2 separate regions of the Zea mays genome follow, and region 2 is linked to region 1. A link is a contact called in public Hi-C data. All regions are on one chromosome and are shown on one strand. Each heading gives the region's core, a stretch centred on a gene start, on an enhancer-like site or on the middle of the called end of the contact. The rest is flanking DNA. Distances are from core to core; before and after follow the strand shown. Region 1 holds the start of LOC100191373 (Protein LIKE COV 2). Region 2 holds the start of LOC100281811 (actin 2).

What was found. A called contact is a pair of places that touch in the nucleus more often than the background predicts.
Region 2: a contact with region 1 is called in a Hi-C map of leaf, with 4 times the contacts expected there. The contact joins the promoter of LOC100281811 here to the promoter of LOC100191373 in region 1. A contact is called at or near these places in 2 of 25 Hi-C or Micro-C datasets (ear and leaf).

Annotation. Positions count from the first base shown.
Region 1 is chr8:172,921,471-172,925,443 of Zm-B73-REFERENCE-NAM-5.0, forward strand. LOC100191373 (Protein LIKE COV 2) reads left to right here and starts at 2,340. Exons shown (of 7, transcript NM_001136807.1): 1 at 2,340-2,656. The coding sequence starts at 2,540.
Region 2 is chr8:173,058,313-173,062,285 of Zm-B73-REFERENCE-NAM-5.0, forward strand. It overlaps LOC100281811 (actin 2), which reads right to left and starts at 2,090. Exons shown (of 5, transcript NM_001154731.2): 1 at 1,735-2,090; 2 at 650-719; 3 at 138-531; 4 at 1-61. The coding sequence starts at 706.

The DNA of each region.
Region 1 (3,973 bases), core at 1,090-3,589:
GCGAACACGAGGTTCTGTCCCAGAAAACCAATTCCGCCGCCCACGTCCGGACCTGCACGGCGGGAGGTTGACGGAGATACTGGAGCCGCTGCCGGAGCCGAGGGAGACGTCCTCGGCACCGGCCCGAGAAGAGGAACACCGCGCAGCAGGGAGCCCAAGCACCAGGCCACGGTGGACAACAATCAGAGCCGACAGAGCACTACACAGGAGCACTGGTAATGCAACTGAGCGCACACAGACCAAGCTGCACGAGCGCTGGGATCACCTCTACCCTCTTCCAATCACCACCAGCGAGAATCACAACAGAAGATCGAACAAATCGATCGAGATTCGATTGGAGCAGTGAACTGGGAGAGAAGGCTGATACGAGCGTATGCTGAGAGAGATGATTAACGGCCAGGGGATCGAACTCCCATTTAAGGAGCTGAGAGGGGAGAAGGCAAACGGATTTCACCGAGATTCCGGACGAACGAGCCGCGCGGATCGTAATCCATTGAACGCCGCCGCCACCCAGACGCTCGGCCTTCTCCGAATCGCCTCCGCTCGTGCCTTGCGCACGCTCGATCCCTACTCCCTCTACCAGCCTGCTTTCAGCCGTTCGATACATGCGCATGCACGCGATGGGGATCGGCCAGCCGGCTGGGCTGCTCGGCAGCGGCCTGCCAGCGGCCCAGCTCTGCTGGCCTTTTTTCATTTTTTTTTAATTTCCCAATATGAAAATAAAAGGGAAAATCTCTCATAAATGAACAGCATAAATACCATCAGAAGCGCCAACAAAATACTTGCATATCAAGCATCCGAGGCACATACGTAAGTATTGTAGAGATCATGTTCTTACTCGGTGAACCAAGCAGGCTGCTTGCTGCTGCAATAAGAGTGATGAGTGTCTGATTGTCAAAGGATCAGGAGAAGAGAACAGGGGCCCAACAGCCAACTCGATGAACCAAGGTTGCTTGCTTCAATGCTGCTATTTTAATGCGAATGACGGAGAGGATGACGCCGAGCGGAAGGAAGAGGAAGAAGGCAAGCATGGCGGCTGGGGTGGGGAGGAAGGTAAGACGCCCGTCATGGAAGATGAGCGGCTTTTTGAGGTCTGTTTGGTTGTAAATGCGTCATACCTTATCTAAAGTTATTCGTTCGAATTTAATAATTAATCTTATATAGAAAATTTAGGACAAAATATAGTAAATTAGGCAGTGAACCAAACAGACCCTTGACACGCGTTAGCTTGTTATTTTCTATGTTCTCTCTGACATAGAAAAGAGGTTAAGGTAGGCCCGTTTGGATCTTTGGAATTTAATTCCATTCTAATAATAGTAATTTATGCACATATCAATTAAGCTAATATAGTTTATGCAAAATATATTTGTATACTATTATTAGCAATATGTCGAAGATATTTATGTGCTATATTTTTATTATAGAGTAGTGAGTCGAAGAGCACCCTAAAGTTGCAGAGTAGAATCATATTCTACTAATACATAAAACCATTTCATATCCTTCACCCTATGAATGTGAGATATGTTTATATCTAAACTTTGGAAACAGATGGAATGTCAAATTCCAAGCTAAATATGTTACTTTATTTAATAAATTTCAATTACTCCAAAATGAATGGATCCAAACGCCTCATTAGTTAATATGGTTTTTCTTTTTTTAAATGGTTAGATGGCATTTTAGCGTGTGTACCTAAGGGGGCGTTTGGTACAACTCCCATGACTCCGATTCCAGCGAAAGTCACTCCTACAAAAGTAAACAGTAAAAAACTGAACTGCTCTATGGTGGGAGTGGAGTGAATATTTGTACTAGAAAGTGGTAGCTAAAACCTTCTTCCCACCGCTCCCAACCTGTTCCCCACTCTCTAACCCCTCAGAAATCACTTGATAGCCTATTTACCAAACAATTTTTGTTAAATAGATTCACTTCTGCTATTAGAGAATCGGCTCTCGGAGCTAAAGAATTATGGAGTGGAGCTCTGTCAAATGAGCCCTAAGTTGATGACAGTCCGGCGAAATCCATTTTACATGATGGTATAATTTCAAATTTGTCACCACTCAAGCCAGCTCACGACCCAAGCGGTCAAGCCGATCGCTCCTCCGTTTTTCCCCAAGGATGGATGCGCTTTCCCGATGACGCCGTCATGACTCGTGGTCACCCCATTGGCCCATCCGCATCCGCGTCGCGTGGTCCCCGCAGTCCAACAGATATGCTGACCCCCGCGTGGAGGACGGCTCCCGAATGAGGAAACACACTGACAGGTAGGGACAAAACGTCAGAGCTAGGTCTCGGGGGGCAGTTTGGTCACTCCGTCCCCGCCAGGGTTTGACGTCGTCGTCTCTCTCTCGGCGGCCCGTCCGGCCGTCCCCGTCCCGTCTCTTGCGTACTCCGCCACCAACCGCTTTTGCTTGCCGCTACTCGCCGCCTGCCAAAAGCAGCCGTCCTCCCTAGCTCGCCCGCCCGAAGCGACGCCTGACTTCGCATCTGTTTCGTTCCACCCGCCCCGCGAGAAGCTTCTAGAAGGGGGAGACCCGCCGGAGCCATGCCGGAGGAGGAGTCGACGTCGATCCCGCTCAGCCAGGCGGCGGAGGCCGTCGACCCCGAGGACCCAGCCAAGTCGCCGCCGCGACCCAGCTCGCCCACCACCTCCACACGCAAGGTCCGGATCTAGCCTCTACGCTCCTTCGTTCGCCTCGTGAGTTGCGGCGGCATTGGGCTAGTAGCGCGACTGTGCTGCCCTTCTAGGGTCTTGCTGACCGTTCGACCAGTAGATTTGTGCTTCCCAGTGTTCGGACCCTTTCGTGCTTACGGGATGATTGTCAATTCGATGCGAGCCTCGAATTCGTTGGTGTTGCCTGTGGGTAGGTTTAAATTTAGGTCCCGTTTGTTTCCTTTCATTTTGAGGAATTGGAATCTTACTAATAGAATAGACTATTTTTTTTAAAATGTGACATTCCACCACTTTCCAAAGTTATCATATAAGTCTATCTCAAATTCATGGAGTGAGAGATGGAAATTCATTCTATAGATTTACATGCTATTTTTCTGATGTACAACTTATATCACACTCTTCTACTTGCTTCACTATAACATAAATGTAGTATATAACTATCTCTCTCATATAATTTAGAGTAATATACAAATATATTATATATATAAATATATGAACTTAATTAGTTTTATCTAAATTCTAATTATTAAAATGGAATTCAATTCCAACGAAACAAACAGAGCCTTAGGGATTTTGCCTTAGTTTGAGTTTTGATCGTACTACTTATCTGAAATTAGTGCGAACGTGATGTTATCAGCAAACGGGGATATTTTTATGGGATGGCTTACATGCTTTCTAGAGTCCACCTGTAGGTCATGTTCGTTTTGTCCCAAATCCATGGGGATTGAGTGGGAATAAATCCACTACTAGTCAAAATCTTCCTCAATCCACCTAAATATCCCTCAATCTACATGGTTTAGGAATAAAACGAACAAGACCGTAGTATGGAGATGATTGTTATCGTGGTTGTTGCGTAGTTTTATGTTCCTTATCTGTGATTGAGCTTAAGTTGGTGTAATTACTGTGGTGGTGGTGTGGCGAAGTTATATATTGTTGTACTCTTTATTATGAGGCGGTATAACGTGATCCAGTTTTAAATCTATAATGACCTAAGGTACTCATATAGAGAAATGTGGATGTTGTAGAAGTGAAGTATGTTTTCCATGTTTGTTATTGTTGTTATTTTTGAATTGATCATTGGATCCAATGACACTTGTAATGATATGAGGTTGGCATTAATGTATTAAGGGTAGTGAAGATAAAGTGTCTGGGTCGAACCAGTCCTTTGATTATAACTCAGCACCCAAAGTTGTGTTTGCTCTATATAAATTTCCTTGGAAAGAAAACCGGCATGCATGAATGACAAAAACAAACTGTTGTCCATCTCTGAAGGTCAAAGTTGTTTTTTACTTTGCTCAATGTTGT
Region 2 (3,973 bases), core at 840-3,339, 140 kb after region 1:
GTGTACCCTTCGTAGATAGGGACGGTGTGGCTCACACCATCACCAGAGTCGAGCACAATACCTGCAGAAAGATTCCTGTCACTCACTACACTGTTATTCGAATGCTGATATGAAACAGGTTTAATGCAGTAACATACCCGTTGTTCGACCACTGGCGTACAGGGAAAGAACGGCCTGGATGGCCACATACATTGCTGGGCAGTTGAATGTCTCGAACATAATCTGGGTCATCTTCTCCCTGTTTGCCTTGGGGTTCAGAGGAGCCTCGGTCAGCAGTATAGGGTGCTCCTCAGGTGCCACACGAAGCTCATTGTAGAAGGTGTGGTGCCAGATCTTCTCCATGTCATCCCAGTTGCCGACAATGCCGTGCTCAATTGGGTACTTCAGTGTCAGAATACCTCTTTTGGACTGAGCTTCATCGCCCACATATGCATCCTTTTGGCCCATGCCCACCATCACACCAGTGTGGCGTGGCCTGCCTACAATGCTAGGAAAGACAGCTCTCGGTGCGTCGTCACCAGCGAAACCCGCCTGTGTTTGGCATCAAAATCCCATCAGTTTATTAAATCAGAAATGAATAAACAGGCAAAAGAAAACTGAAACACATGTATGGTAGCTAAAGGATTGACAACCGGACAGCAGAACCAACCTTGACCATTCCAGTGCCATTGTCACACACAAGGGGCTGGACATCCTCTTCAGCCATTCCTCAAAGTGTTCTGCAGCAGAATGCTATATTCAGAATGTATTTGAATGTATCTGCAGCAGTGTTAATCCTTCAAATGTCCATGGAGTCAGATAAACCCCACAAAAAAGTATGATGACACCAAATTGCAACATGCCAGTCATCAGCCAAAACTAAGGTGCACAAGTGTTCATGATTAAGCAACTGAACTTGACTCCGTGTTAAAGAAAACTGATACTCGACTCATGCAAGTATAAACTTTTAAGCAATTCGCAGAGACAGACTTCGGTGCTATCTGATAATACAAATTATTCATTATCTTGATACTTGATAGGCCGTAAATTTGTCTGCTACCATCAGAGATCAGACCATGCACGTTTCATTTTTTTTATGGCCAACAAACATATCACATATATATACCCATTACATGAATCGTCTGAAACCACACTCCTATTTGGGTAGGAGGATCAGGGGGGGCAGTTTCGTTGAGGAAAATGGTTAATTAGATGTTTGAGCCACATTTCGTCTGAATTATCAACAGAAACAGCGTGATTTCACTGCTTGAAGTCATCTCCAGTTCTTCACCGAGTGATCTGAGAGCAATTTTCCGGTTCCGCTACTCTGCTACGGACCAGCATAGCATGCAACTCAACACACTCTGAATCATATATACTCCCATGAACTGACTGAGTAACTGGACATGGTTAACTTCCATCACATAAACCAGAGAATCCAATCAAACAAAACACAACAGAGGTACTGTAGAAATCATAGGACACATAGTAGGAGTACAGGACTACGCTACACATACGCCGGTAGCTTTTGCTCGTTACGCTGGATCAATTTACACCATACCAGACCACCTATCCGAATCCCAGAGCCGAAACGAGCATGACAAAAACAGCAAAATCGACACCAAAAAATCGAAGTCAACACCGACGGGAAGGTCGAGCGGGGATCTATCGAACCGACTGTCTACAACGGATCGCTTCCTCGGATCGAATCGATGGCAGATCAGAGGGGGGGGGGGGGGGGGGACACGGCTATACCTCGGCGTCGTTGACGAAGCCGCCGAGGGGTTCGGATCGCTCGCCCTTGGGCAGTTGGGGTTCGGTTCTGGAGAGCTCCGGTGACGCGAGCGTGAGAGCGAAGCGCGAGACAAATGGGAGAGCGGCAGCCCAAGTGGGGAACCTCTTTATACGAGGCCGCCTGGTTGGACTGGTATGCAGGCGCCTGGGGCGGCTGCGGCCCGCGGGTGCGCACGCAGCGTCGTTGGGAAGCCGCCTGCCGCCGTGTCACAGCACGGCATGATAGCGGGGGCGACCCGGCCAACGGTTCGCCCTCTTGACCTCGCCCCTGCCCGGGTCAATGGAGACGCGTGGGCGCCCGATGATAAAAATCTGTCGGAGGGCTCCAGCGGGCGGATTTGGCGGAGGGCGGCTGCCGGACCGAAGCTTTCGGTGCCGAATCCGGCACGCGTCCTCGTCGGATGACAGGGCGGGTGGGGCACGGGCGGCAGCCGTGGTCCATGGGCTTGTGGGCCACAGCCGTCGCTAGCAGCTGTAGCAGGTGCGAACTACTCCGCCTCCAACCGCTCGAGGGGAAGAAGGTTCGGGACTTCTCGTCAAAAGGCCCGTAGAATTTTCATTTGGCCCACATATTTTGTTACCGTCGGCCCAAAGGCTCCAGCACCCAGGCCCACATATGGTTCCGACTGCACCGACGTTTTTCACAATTGTGAGGAATTTTGGTTGCAACACTATCCGTTTTTTCCCTTTCCCTGTTTTGCTCTGGCTAATGGCGGGCCGACCTTGTGCTCGGCAGCTCAGCTCGACATTGGACATATTTGGTTCAGCTTTTTTTACCAGTTTTTTTAAAAATTTAACTGTAGAAAGAATCTGGTTGAGGAGAATCTAAGTATCATTAGGATTACATACGGATAAAGATAAAGTTGTTCATGAGACTCAGGATCTATAAAGTAACGGATTACTACTATTGTGATGACTCAACCGATTATATGTGTATATTGATTTTGAATTGTTTTTACCCAAACGAATTTTATAGAAACTACTGAGTATTTGGTAGTACGCAGCAGTTTTTGGTGGCCATAAGCTACGAAAAGCCGAAACAAACAGGGCCGGTTCGGATTCTTACGGCTTCTGGGCGCCAGAATCCGTGTAGCCGCTCCAAACGTCCGGCTTCCGCAGCGGCTGCCAGCAGAAGCGCGGTGTGCAGCAGCTCCTGGATAACGAGGGGACAGAAGCGGTTCTAGGCCTGCTTTTCACAGGAAGTTGCTCAGCTTATTCGGACCCGTGATCTATTTGATCTCGTTCAGCTTATTTTAATAAAAAACACATCAGCTATTTTCAAATTATGTGTTGATTAGTACGACAGTTTACTCTACAGCAGCCGAACCAAACACTCAGATTCTTAGCCAACTTCTCTTCACATCCAACTTTTTTCCACAGTCAACTTTTTAGAAAAGCTTGTCAGAAAAAAGCCGAACCAAACAGGCCGGCGTTCGCTTGCGACTCCAGGCAGTCCACAGTAGTCGGGGGTGTGACAGCGAACAAGTACTTGTCGTTCCTGGCTACTTCCTGCAGTGCGGTATGAGGTCGAAGGTTTTGCACAGCAGAGCAGAGAGTCAGCAGACCCCACGAGACAGGCAAGTTCAACGTAGACCATTGCTGATTGCTGGCCTCGCCTCGCCTCCGAGCAAATCCTCATCAGATGATCGCGATTTCTAGCACCCGTGTCTGGTGTCTTTGGCATAAAGAAACGACTGCTATGTAGCCACGAGGTAGATGTCAATAACCCTACCCCCAACCCAAGGAAGGCCTACTACATATACAGCCGAGTGGTAAACCGTCTCATGCCTCGAGTCTGACTCGGGATCCCAACATGGAACGCTGCAATTGGAGCCCTGGCATGGCACTTATCAAAGGGGATCCTGTCTGAGAGACCGTCGAGTCGTCAGCAATATTGTCTGCGCCGAAACCGCCCGCACGCACCAATCACTCTCCGCAAAAGCGCGAGACCAAACTCCCCGGAGTTAACAAGTCCAATCATTGATTTCTCTCTCTCCCAGCTCCTCTTAAAAGTGGCAATAATTCGCACGTTCTTTCCGGGAGATCCGACGCGACTCCACCGGGCTCCTTCCTTCCTGTGACGCCGGAACAGCAACATGCTGCACCGGCGAACCGAGCCGGGGTCAATGGAGATGGGTGGGTGGTGCTTTCAGCACTCGACTCGAGCGCAGGACAATATGACATGATAAGGCGATACGCG